2 separate regions of the Danio rerio genome follow, and region 1 is linked to region 2. A link is a contact called in public HiChIP or PLAC-seq data. All regions are on one chromosome and are shown on one strand. The core of a region is the stretch at or near the end of the contact, and the rest is flanking DNA. Distances in the headings are between cores, read along the strand shown. Region 1 holds the start of msx3 (muscle segment homeobox 3). Region 2 holds the start of cep68 (centrosomal protein 68).

Region 1 (7,035 bases), core at 3,659-6,158, 230 kb after region 2:
CCACTTTAGAAGCCTTAAGCTAAACATTGTGAGATTATACTTCAAGGGGGATTTCTTTTTCATAAAGGTATATGTATAAAATGCAAAAGATAGTAGCCTAGATATATAATAGTCTGAAGATTGTCCAGCATAATTATGTTGATTTGACAGGATAAGATCATTTGCAGCAATAACCTTCTACCGCAAAATGATTTGGACTTATGAAACGGAGAAATAAAATAATAATTATCTAAACTTAAATCTTGGGCGAGAACCTCATATGCACAATAGGCCAAAGCATAGCCAAATTTAAGGAGAGTCATGGAGAGCCTGCACCCCACTAAGGCACCGCTTGATACAGAGATGAAAACGCTCAAAATTGGACTACTGTAATGTGCGTATGTAAATTGATCTTGACAAGCCAAAGTATTATTCACAGAACAAGATCTGATTAAAAAAACAAAAACCATGAAGCCAAAAGTTCAAGTTCTGTGCCTTGGAGTATTCAAAAACACTGATCTCATTTAAAATGGTTACTCGCGCCCTTTGAAACCTCTGCAAGGATTTTCTTTGATCGTCTAAAAGCCTATGATTATCATAACATGATGCCAATACAATCTGTACGGATATGCCGCAAGATTTAATGTTTGTAGACGGCCCGTTTTAGCGGTGACTACAGAAAAGCGTACGCATGGTTATGAAGATGGAAATCTGTGAAGATGACAGTCGGAGATTTTAGATGCTCAGAAGTATTGCTTTCTCAAAGGTTTTCATACTCCAAAGAGAAACAAGGCACAGATCAGAAAGACACTAACATGCTAGGATGAGATCACAAAATAGAGTTGTAAAGCCACTGAGATGAGATTGGTCTGTGACCTTAACTCTTTAAAGGGCAAATGTGTGTGTGCAAGGAGGGGGTCGTTTACTTTGTACTACAGCAAAACCACACATCTGTGATTGGCTCAATGTACAGCATGTCAGCACGGCTGGAGAGGGTATGAAATGTCTTCAACTATTAATGTCAGTTGGGCCAAGATGATGGCAATGTAACTTGAACTATGCTTCATACATTTGCATACACTATCGATTCTGAAATATTAGTTTCAGTTTTCATTAAAAAGGTTTATACTTATACTTACTATTATACAGTTGAAATCAGAATTAATAGCCCCCCTTTGAATATATTTTTTTCTTTTTTTAAATAATTCCCAAATGATGTTTAACAGAGCAAGGAAATGTTCACAGTGTATCTGATAATATTTTTTCTTCAGGAGAAAGTCTTACTTGTTTTCTTTTGGCTAGAATAAAAGCAGTTTTTAATATTTTTAAAACCCATTTTAAGGTCAAAACTATTTGCCCCTTTAAGCTATTTTTTCCTGATTGTCCACAGAACAAACCATCATTATACAATAACTTGCCTAATTACCCTAACCTGCCTAGTTAACTTAGTTAAGCCTTTAAATGTGACTTTAAGCTGCATAAGTATCTTGAAAAATATCTGGTCAAATATTATTTACTGTCATCATGGAAAAGATAAAATAAATCAGTTATTAGAGTTGAGATATTAAAACTACTTTGTTTAGAAATGGGTTGGAAAAAAATCTTCTCTCCGTTAAACAGAAATTGGGGGAAAAATGAACGGGGCTAATAATTCAGGGGGGCTAATAATTCTTGAAAGAATATTTTACTAAAAAATAATAAAAATTTGCTGTTAAAGGTGTTCATAATCCAAGACATTGGTGACTTTTTTTCTTTAGTTGAACATTAGCTGGAATCATGGCACTTGATTCAAACCAGCACTTTCAATTAAAATAAAGAAAACATGCAGGTGAAACAAAATGAATTGTACATACATTGAAAACTTTTCTTTAATTTTTTATTTTTTGAAGCCCCTCTTTTTTCTATTTTAATGTTCTTCAGATGAAAAAGTCTTCAATATCTATATTGCATGGCCTGAGGGTAAATATACATTTAAATTTGCTTTTGTCCAATGATCCAGCAGCAAACTGAAAATGTATCGCACCATAACGACAAAACTTTTCCCCAATAATTTGTACTTTGAAAAGATGCACTTTCCAACCACAAGAGACTCTCGGCAATCAGCACAGAATTCTGCTTGGCTTTATTTTTTTAAACATGAGAATCAAAGCTAAGGATGCATGAGAAATCTATGTAACCCCCCTTGGACATAGACAAACATTCCATCAAGAATCAGATCTTTGCAAAACTTTGAACTCATGCACAGAGGACTAACATAAACAGTATTGTACTGCTTAAGAGCAATTGTTCCATTGGCACAGCAATAGTCGAGTCATGAGGGATTCCCAAAGAATAACATTGTGTGTTTACATTTCTAGCAATTATACTAACCTCAAGAAGAGTAACAGGAAAAATTAATTATTCAATAAAAAAGGTTGAGAGTCAAGGGAGACGGGAGGAAAGTTACGCATGACATTAAATTCCCCAGAGATGAAATAACGTCCTGAGATGACGGCAAAGGAAATCACTTAATAGCTATATAGAAGCAAAAGGCAACAGTGATGTCCTCAGATAAAAATCTTAATGTGGTCTTTTAACATATCAACTTTGACATTGGCTCTGCAAATATGAAAATCTTGGTTTGTTAACAAATAATGAGGACATTGTGGCACACAATATACGGTACATTGAGTCTGGCTTCTGGAAGTACCAGGATAATCATATATTTGTCTTCTATGTTCTTGTATAATCATGTGAAGCTTTAACAGTGCAGTTGCACTATTATTGTAAAAAAAATAATGTATCTCTTCCGCTAATGCCTTGCAATTTCCAAAAGCAATTAATTTAATCTATTGCACTCCATCTTCATTTTGCAGAAAGCTAAATGTGTTTTCCTATTAATAATTGTCTACAAAAAATCCTCATTAGACACTAAATTATTCCAATTTTGCATTAGTATAATATGGGCCTATAATTGTTGTTTTCTTTTTACATTTATATGAACTTGAAAGGTTTGTTTGGGCTCTTTCACATCTTAACCCTGTCAGCTACTACCATTTTGGGGTAATGAGTAGCACATAGACACACTACACTACTTACAGTATTTTGCTTTGTAATAAATCAGAGAACCACTTCCTTAGTAAATGTTTCAATATGTGCACTGGTTTTGAAGAACACTTGGAGTGGTATTCTCATGGGAGGAGGTTACATGGTCCCAGCAATTACATTCACCAAGGATTTCGCTGAAATTCCGCCTTGTCGAGAGCAGGGCAGGCACTCTGGATCAGCAAGAAAAAAGTTCAGAAAAAAAAAATCCAAAACTGTCATCGATCGCGATGGCTTGACCCTTTGGAGCAGGACGTCATCGACATGAATGTTTAAAATACTTATTAGAAAACAAAACAATTTTTTTTTTTTTTGCGTTAGACTAGGCCTACTTCAAAATTATTTCTCGAATAATGCCAAACAGTGAAATATTTAATAGACTGCATCAGTAATTTCCGTTAATTTGAACGATGAGCGTAAGAAGCCTTGCCAAACCTCGGTTTTGACAGATGAATCATGTGACTCTGAACTGAATCGTATAAATTACACATCTGGCTAATAACAGCTGGCCTAATATAGCAGGTCAACAGTCGAGGTTAACACACAAAAATAGGCTACGTTTCTAATAACATTTTTGATAGGCCTACTAAAATATCCCTGTCAAACAGCGATATTTTATTATACGAATGAATGCTTCTGAGATCTTGACAAGAATGTAACGTAAAACTCCCATCATAAATGTAAAAAAAAAATTATCATATTTTTTTATTTCATGAATTATGCCTAAATGCTAAATATGCGTACTACACACAATTAAACCAAATGTCACAGAAGTCGCTCATTTGGTTGATTTAGGCTAGACCGAAATCCGTTTAAAAAAACAGGCTTGTTTTTGGTTACTTTTTATCTTCTCGCAGTAAACTACAATGTAAACATGCTCTGATAATAAAAATGATCAAGTCTAAGTCTTCTAGAAGGAGACATATAGTGAGGCAACAGTTAACTGAGTGGTGCGCGCTGTCTGTGGGAACTGATTGCCCTCTGGCTATTGCCTTGACATTAAACTCTTCGAGGACAATTGGTTAAGTGGAGTTAACTGTTGCATATTCTCCCTGAGGTAGCTTCCTTTTTGATCTTGCCGAGACTGGCGCCTTCCAAAACAGGGCTTGTCTGCGTTATGAAATGCTTTGACTTACGGTGAGGGGTTGCCAGTTGCGCCTCAATGGAGGCTTTCTGCAGTCTTAAAGGGCCAAGACAAGCTTTAAATTGCTGTAATGCAGCGTGACAAAATCATCGTCAATTCAGTCACATCATTTTGTCCCGTCACATTTTACGGGAATCTTTGAAAGCGTTTCTTCCTCAGTTAAACATGATCCTGTTTATAATGTGAAACAGACGCATTTTTTAAAGTGAAAACTAAAATGCCAATCAAAAACATTTATTATTATCATTATTATTATTAGCTATTTTATGCATGTTGAACAAACACTTCTATGACACGTGTGATATAAAAATGTTCAGTTTATCCAGCGCTTTTATAAAGTAAATATCCCAGAAATCGTGGACGAAGAGGCCAAGGAAGTGGTTTGTTTCGCTGTATGTTTTCAATAAGAGTTCAGTTAATGAGTACGGAGGCCCGCTATACAGACATCCCCTCTGGTTAATTGCAACAAAACTTCTCAAATGGCTCCTTGCCTCCAAGACTGGAGCCCCCAGAGCAATCAATAAACCACCTCGGCAAGACAAGTATGATTAACCATGCAACATTTCTTTCAAAATCATTGTGACGTCTCAAAGAAACTGCTTGGACCAATCAGGACGAGTACGCGGAAAGTCATGTGGGTGAAATGTCAAGCCGATTGGAGGGCGGCAGGGAAAAAAGCGAACTTTTGGAAGTTTATAGCTGCGAGTGCGCTCTGCTTGGAGAGCGAGGCAAGCGTCGCAAAAGCGCGACGGCAGAAGGGAAGCGCTGCTGGACCAGAGTACAGTTCAGGACGACTCACATATTCTTGTTGTATGGCCCCTTTATCATCTATGATGAATTCTGAAGGGCCACTCTCCCAAGAAGGAAAACTACAGGAGCGCAAAAGCGCGGACAAAGAGGATGCTCAATCCAACGATAAAGCGGCTGTCAAAGGATGTAAAGGCAAAGCGCTGAGTCTCCCGTTCAGTGTGGAATCTTTAATATCAGACAGAACAAGCTCACGGACTTTATACACGTCTTCTGAAGCTGGTATTATATCTCCGACATCCGGTGCGGATGAGCGGCTGAAGCTCTCGCCCATGGCTCTTTACGCAGATAGGAAGATCCCAGTGGAGAGCGTCTCCAACCTCTCCGACTGCAAGAGAGGGGATATGGAAGAACTAAGTGACAAGGGACAGTCCGGCTGGTTTCAGACAACCTCGTACACTTCTCCGCCAAGTAAGCACCTCAGCAATAATTGTACATGATGATGCATGACAGTTTGACGATTATAAAATACATGCAGTTAAACGCGCTCAGGAATGAAGCTGAATAGCTGCTAATACATATACACAGACTTAAAAAAAAATTACACTACTATGTGATGTGCAGATGAAGATATTGATGTCATCTAATTGTAGAATTATTATCCAGTATTCCTGCTACGAATACGCATTCATTTTAACAATGAAAATTTAGTGAATACATTTTAAAAAAAATGTTCAGGCCTATGTATAATTCAGACCTTGGGGATAGACTAGTCTTTAAAATTAACTTCGGCAGAACAAAAAAGTATAAATAGCACCTGTTACCTTGCCAATGTAATTGTAATTAATCTGTTGAATGTTTTTAATAATTTCAGGGCATTCAAGTCCACCCCCCTGTACCCTCAGAAAGCACAAGAACAACCGAAAACCGCGGACCCCGTTTACCACCTCGCAGTTGCTCGCTTTGGAGAGAAAATTTCGTCAAAAACAGTATCTTTCTATTGCAGAGAGAGCGGAATTTTCCAATTCACTCAACCTCACAGAGACTCAAGTTAAAATCTGGTTTCAAAACAGACGGGCGAAGGCAAAAAGACTCCAGGAGGCCGAACTAGAGAAACTGAAACTTGCAACCAAGCCGTTATTACCTGCGTTCGCCTTTCCGTTCCCACTCGGAACACATGTTGGTTCTCCACCACTCTACGGACCGTCCAGCTCCTTTCCCAGACCTGCCTTACCAGTCCCGGGACTTTTCGGTGGGCCAGTGACCTACGGAATGTATTATTTGTCTTAACAGACTGAAGCACGTCCTTCAATTCACCGTCTGTAACTGCTGCAATTCTGCCAGTCAAAAGACGTGTGAAATTGCAAATATGTTTCCTTTATAGAACTTAAGCAAATGCAAAAATTTAAAATAAATTATTTTTGTAATCCACACGGTTTATTCCAAAAGTAATAGTACCCAAATTGGTTTTAAAAGTGCAATGAATATTCCCCTTAATACAGAAGACTTTATGCTGTATTATACAAGTATAGCCTACAGACACACCGCTATGTGAATAATTGTCTTAGTCTCAGAGAAAATATTTCCAGTAGATTATTTCAAGGGCACAGCCGATCTAGAAAGTTTCTAGAGCAGCATCATTTGTTGATGTGTGATGCGAAAATAAACTCCTGGTTTGTGCCAGTTCCAAAAAGCTCTTAAAGAAGACCTTATAATTACTATTTTTTTTTAAATTAAAGTGCTTGTTTCGACTGGCAGCAGAATAGGCCTATACCGTAAAAATAAAAGTTTTACTGTGTCATTGCTACTTTCCATAGGTCTGCCCTAATTGGGGCCTAAATGGATTGTAAGAGCCTTTTTTAAATTAATCCATGTATTTTCACTCAAACCAAATATTTTGTAGAATATTACAAAGATTGTGCTCAGATATCAAAATTAGCAAATTCTCTACTGCCAATCTGGTTACTTGTTTTTATTTCTGCCCGCTATTAGTTTCAGATATTCGATTTGTTATTTGGTTGGTCTTTATTGAATATGATCAACGAGAAACAGCATCTTCAATTACTCTATACTTTTTCTTC
Region 2 (6,619 bases), core at 2,101-4,600:
CAGTTCTGCAACTGAGAGTTCCAGAGTGACCACTCCGGATGAACTCCGGGATCCTGGACTTCCATCTCTCATAGTTCTTGTTCTCCATCAGTGAGGAGGTGTATGATAAGGCCTTGTCAACTCCAAAAGCCACAGCAACACATCCGGACTCTGTGGTTCCTCATTTGGTCACAGTGACAACTACGAAGTCATAACCACACTGTGTATTAAACACTGATAAGCAAAAGCAGTACAAAAGTTTAATCTGAAAAATGTACAACAGGGCTATAACCAACATAAACATTGAAAAAGATCTTCTGTCTCCAGCGGATGTTAAAATGAGCAGTTTTTCCCCAACATTCATTCATTTTCCTTCGGCTTAGTCCTTTTATTAACCAGGGGTCGCCACAGCGGAATGAACTGACAACTTATCCAGCATATGTTTTATGCAGCGGATGCCCTTTCAGACGCAACCCAACATTGGGAAACACACATGCACACTCCTTCACACACATACACTACAGCCAATTTAGCCTATTTAATTGACCTGTCCTATAGAGCATGTCTTTGGAGGACGGTCACACGGACGAAACTCATGCAAACACAGGGTAAACATGCAAACTCCACACAGAAATGATAACTGACCCAGCCGAGGCTTTAACAAGTGACCTTCTTGCTGTGGGGCGATCGTGCTACCCACTACGCCACCGTGACTCCATTTTCTTCAACAATGCTTGACATTTTTACATTACCCTTATGAACTCCATTATTTAAAACTCAGATGACAAAAATGTCTAAAATTGATATATTTATCACTTTTTTTCTCTAACAGCTGGCCTGCTGCAGTGGTTTAACAGTGCTTGTCAATGTTAAAATGATTGGGATGGCCAATCAAATGAAAGTAGGCAGGGTTTCAGTTCACAGAGCCAGAATGTGAACTCCAGAGTAGTTTATCATTGAAACAGTGTGAGAATCATTGACAATCATATCCATTGATGAAAACTACTCAACTCTTTTGTTTTTAGTTGTCACAGTTTTAAGTGCAATTCATGCTAGTACTAATTTGATGATTCATGTGATTCTCAATTAAATTAATCATGTCTTTTGAAATATTAGTCAAATAATAAAGTTTATGCGTTTCAATTTAAAATTGCGAGACCTAGAATTTCCGAATGAATTAATTTTTATTTTTATTTTGGGGCTATCATCTAGACCAGTGACTCCCAAAGTGGGGAATACAGGACATTGAGGCGTGTAGCTTTGTGATTTCCAAAAATCATTTTTTATTATTAGGTTTAATATTTGGTATTAGGTTCAACTATTGGGATCACCATATTTTATCCATAACCCACAGAAATAGAATACAAAAAGACAATAGTAACATTAAAAAAACAACATGGAAATAAAAAGCCATCCACCTTTCAATTTTTTGTGACCTCTGGGATGAATATGTTATATTAAAGGCACAGCACATTGATTTTATGGCACCAGGTTAAACTTTCAGACACCTTTACAGCACTCACGTACAACAAAAATTAAATACAGGCCACAACCGAACATGGAGGATGGTCTCTGAGTGGCGTTCTCCAAAATTAAATGATGAATAGACTTGGGCCTATGTGTGCGCCGGTGTGTAAGGTTTATATAGTTATAACCACCTCAGAGAATATTGGGGTTCGTGAGTCACTGACATTGTAATTTTGGAGGTCACAGGCTGAAAAGTTTAGGAACCCCTGATTTGGACTAGTGTTTGCAAAATTGTAATATTTGTCAAAAAAAAAAAAAAAAAAAAGCACTGTGGCGCAGTGGGTAGCACAATAACCTCACAGCAAGAAGGTCGCTGGTTCAAGCCCCAGCTGGGTCAGTTGGTGTTTCTGCGTGGAGTTCGCATGTTCTTCTCGTGTTCATGTGGGTTTCCTCCGGGTGCTCCGGTTTTCCCCCACAGTCCAAAGACATGTGCTGTAAGTGAATTGAATAAGCTAAATTGGCTGTAGTGTACAAGTGTGAATGTAAGAGTGTACGAGTATTTCCGGTGTTGAGTTGCAGCTGGAAGGGCATCCACTGCGTAAAACATATGCTGGATAAGTTGGTGGTTCATTCCACTGTGGTGATCCCTGATTAATAAAGGGACTAAGCCGAAAAGAAAATGAATGAATAAATAAAACATGCATATATATTTATATCTAAATTAAATAATAATAACAATAATTCTTAGTGTAAAATAAGCTGTAAAATAATAATGTGACTGTTGTGAGTGTGATTATGGGTCAGATGAGCTCTAATGAATGCAACAGTGAGCAGACAAAGCAGCTTCCACTATTTCTCTGTGGAATACCAGACCAGGACAGTTATTTGATTGGCTGATGCGTCTGGTTTCCATGGCTACCGACAGAAAATGGCATGTCATGAGAGGTGATCACGTGAGGACATTTAAATCATAGCCTGCCTGCAAACAAAAGACAATCTCGGAACCTGCTTCATGACTTCCTTTTACTTTTATTTCCCTTTACTTGAGGACACATACCAGACTGTTACAATTGTTACAACCAAGATGTTGTTCTAGGACTGATCCTGTGGGTTACTATGGCACTATACCACACAAATCAGAAAAAAGAAAGTCATATAGGTTTGATTGACAGTTTCCTTGGCAACATGGTCATCAAACAACTAGCAAGAGAAAACACAGTGATTGTATATTATATACAGAGATACTGTTTATGGAAAACACTGTTATAACGAATCAAATATAAAATACGGAAATTGCAAAACAACTTACTTGTGATTCAATAGCTGAACAATGAAAAACAACAAAAAGATACGCTCAACAGGGCCATAATTACAGTAAGTCGTAACCAGTAAGTCGTAACCAATGTCATATGCGGTGCATTTAAAGTTTTACGTTAACGTTACTAACCCAATGAAAGCACAATATGCAATAATATCCCTGTGGTTGCTATTTATACCAAACTACAGAATAACTTTCCACAATTGAAACTGGGTTGCTTGGAACAGAAATAGAATGCAAATACAGTTACACGCATTAATAACTGAATAACAGTTACATTAATTGGGAACATTCCGTAACAGTCCACAGTGTAATTATTGTTATGGTAACGTTAGTCTATCAACCAGTAAAGCAGTCATACAGCGGCTTCACGCCTCTTTCGACATCACTTTCACTTAGAGTTCACTGCTGCGTAATAGATATTAAACTGCTTTTACATACCGTTTTGACCGAAGAAAGACCTTCGATACCTTAACGAACAACGTGCAAATGCTTAACAGATAAACGAATACACTAAATAAATAAAAACACTGCTGTTGAGGAATCCAGGCGGTGGAGGAACCAGTTCAGGAGGCGGGTCACGCAGCGTAAACTGTCGCGTACAGCCAATAGCGAGATAAAACTGGACGAGCTAAGGTTTCTCCGGTTTATTTATTTATAAATGATTATTTTTGAAGCACACGGCGGTACTCTTATCAAAGTTCTTTTTGTTAATATTCTAAAATGACCCACAGAATGACAACTGCTGAAACAAGACATTGACATGTGATACCTGTTACTTTTCTCAGCACTGACCAAAACCGACCAATCACAACCGTTTGAGATTATTACTATTATTATTATTATAGGCTTTTAAAAGACTTCATGAAAATGTATGTGGTTTAGTTTACGTATATAGCTATAAACATGTGATATTAAAGTACGCGATAAAAGTAACATAACATTGTATATGTAATTTAAAGATTTAAATGATTAAAATGTCTCCAGTGAGAACTAAGCGCCCCCTGGAGCGCCCACACCACAGGGCCCACAGAGGAATTAGTTACTTTATTAGTTACTTTATTCTGTCTGGTATCAACTGATTACATGTAATCTGGATTACATATCCAGAAAGTACATATAATAAGATTATGTTAGATTTTAAAATGGTCAAAATCAGATTAAAGTGTGATATGCAGTGATATGCCTAGTCTGTTTCCTCAATATTTTACTATCTATCTGAAATCTTCAACCTCTTGTATAAACAATTTATGATTAGTTTGTAGTTTTGATTTGTTAAATCAAAATGAAAAAGATCCAATCTCAGGTCACACCAACATGCAACAAATTATTTCAAATGAAATGAAATATTTTTTTCATTTTAGTTACATTTGTACATTTATAATTGAATTCTAGCTTTTCATCACAAACCCTCCAACATTATTTACAAATTTAATATTTACATGTACAAACCCTGGCAATATGGTTTTTAAGGCATTTTGTTGGTAACAAAGAAAGTACTACTTTTTCATTCATACTTTTATTTTTACAATATTAATAATCCAAAAGCAAGCAGTATAAATTACCTAATGGTCAAACTCAATTCCTGGAGGGCCGTAGCTCTGCATAGTTTAGCTTTAACCACCTCCAACTCGCACCTGCTTAATAGTCTCAAGTAGACTGAGAGCTGCATCCCTCCATGAATAGAGTTTGAGACATATGAGGCCCAGACAGAATCTGCAGACATTTTTTGCTATTTCTGCTGAGAATTTTGTTTTTAAAAAACCTACGGATTTATGTTAAATGATTTTAGGAATATCATAACTAAGAACTTAATATATGAAATAAAAAATAATACATTTTAACTTTTATTTAATGTTTACATTGCAAATCCAGTTAGATCCACTTATTTGGTAAACAAAGCAAGTTTCTCATATAATATACCTACGAAAAGACAGAAAATGTTATTTTACAAACTGTATTGTAAATAGATCATGTGAACATTTTGATATTACTATTATTATATCACAATAATGTTACTGAAATGCATTTAAAAACTGAATAAATATAAATTTACACACTTTGACACAAGTAAATAAATACACTCAATGATAAACTAAAAAACTGTGGAAATCTGCGGATTTCTGCACGCGCAGATTCCGTGTGGGCCTACCTATGACTTAAACTAATCATAAAGTTTATGTGAATGACTACGAATTTCATTATATACTTTGTAATCAGTAACAGGTTAGGCCTACAATGGGGTATATGGACACACACATTTAAATTCAGTCAGCCCTAGGGCTTCTGGTTACTTGTCATCCCATACAAAATTGCTGCGTTAAAGACAGACATCCCAAGTCTCCTGGAAGTATAAATTGGGTATCTGACCAAACAAGAAGCACTGCATTAAATTATATTTTTCTGTGCCTTGTCTTTAAAATTTATGGAAATGAATTTTACCCGAGAAATTTTAAAAAAATGTCAGCTCTGGCTAGTTGCTAATGACGGCACATGCGTTTAAACAGTCTGTCATCTCTTTTTACACTTTAACAACTAAATAAATGCTTGAATTACAGTACAACATCGATGCTGTAAAAGGAACCTTATGAAACTGAAAACAGTCACATAAACTTTTCACCGGAAGTTCATCATTGGCTGAAAAACATTAGCTGCGCATATAGCCCATTGGTGGTTCTCACAATGTAACAATAAAACTCTCGTAAATCAGAGACACAAATGCTTTTGGTTTAATATTAGGCAGACACACATTGGTAACAAGATAACTTACAGTTAAAAGAGACTGAAAAAGTACATGGAGAAAATGTATATAAAACCAATCAAGTGCTAATTAACAGCTTTTAGAGTTCACCTAAATCTTTTACATACATCTGGATCTTTAGCAACAGATTACGAAAAATAATCTTCAATGCAGTACAAAAGGCTAAACAATTACAATAAATTAAACTCATTCATACGTATCAAATCGTCCATCAAATGGTTTACTTCATAACTAATGACCAAACGCAAAAATTGGGCATAAGATGTACAAAATGTTCAACAATTATAATCCCACTGACCACAAGGGGTCACTATGTACCATGTGAGATGTTCTTGGGTCAAACGACAGCATATGTGTGCGTGTTTGTGCGTGTGTGTGTGTGTCTGTGTTAATGAGAACTGAGGTCTTTCAGGAAATGTTTGACCATACAGCATGTCTCACATCCTCAGGTTTAATATCACCAGTGACCCTGAGATTTATCTTAATTTCTGAGCTTCACTTAAAATTAGATTGTATTAAAAGCATAGAGCACAAGCTGTGGATCTGCTTCACGAGCACACATGCACATTTTTTAAACAGTCCCCGATAAATCAACAGACTATTTCATAATTTAACAGGATTTGCTATTAGGGACATAAATATTTACAGCAAATACTTTTCGGCTCATCTTCAAAAATAGTTAATGTTTCACACAATCAGTTAAAATAAAGATCAAGAGGTCAGTCGGTGACTGGTTTTCATTACTATCCATTGTTATCTTCTTGCAAATTGGAAATATTCCCTTTTCGACTTTTACATATAATCTGGGATGTTCCCAAACACAAAAACTAACGATTTGGCACAATTGGATAAGATTATCATAACTGTAAAATACTTCAAACTAAATGTAAAACAGACTGGCCATTAGTGTTCCATTCACAGATTCGAGTAAACCTTATGTTTGACGTAAACTTCACAGCGACATCACGTCTTTAGTGGTTTTTTTAAAAAGTAAAAGAGAAAGAGTGAAGGAGAAGGATATGAGAGACCACAGTTGACAGTTTACAGCACAGACTCCACACCGTCCTTGTCATTGAGTGTTTCGCGTGAGGAGT

The links. HiChIP or PLAC-seq counts read pairs in DNA pulled down with a chosen protein or histone mark.
Region 1: a contact with region 2 is called in an H3K4me3 HiChIP or PLAC-seq map of gastrula embryo, with 5 times the contacts expected there. The contact joins the promoter of msx3 here to the promoter of cep68 in region 2. A contact is called at or near these places in 1 of 18 Hi-C or Micro-C datasets (hematopoietic stem cells) and 1 of 4 datasets of contacts at active chromatin or transcription factors (gastrula embryo).

The regions. Positions count from the first base shown.
Region 1 is chr13:27,873,408-27,880,442 of GRCz12tu, forward strand. It overlaps msx3 (muscle segment homeobox 3), which reads left to right and starts at 4,909. Exons shown (of 2, transcript NM_131272.2): 1 at 4,909-5,425; 2 at 5,829-7,035. The coding sequence starts at 5,020. The coding sequence ends at 6,244.
Region 2 is chr13:27,642,638-27,649,256 of GRCz12tu, forward strand. It overlaps cep68 (centrosomal protein 68), which reads right to left and starts at 3,351. Exons shown (of 6, transcript NM_001007171.1): 1 at 3,206-3,351; 2 at 1-180. The coding sequence starts at 88. slc1a4 (solute carrier family 1 member 4) reads right to left here. Exons shown (of 7, transcript NM_001002513.2): 7 at 6,247-6,619. The coding sequence ends at 6,567.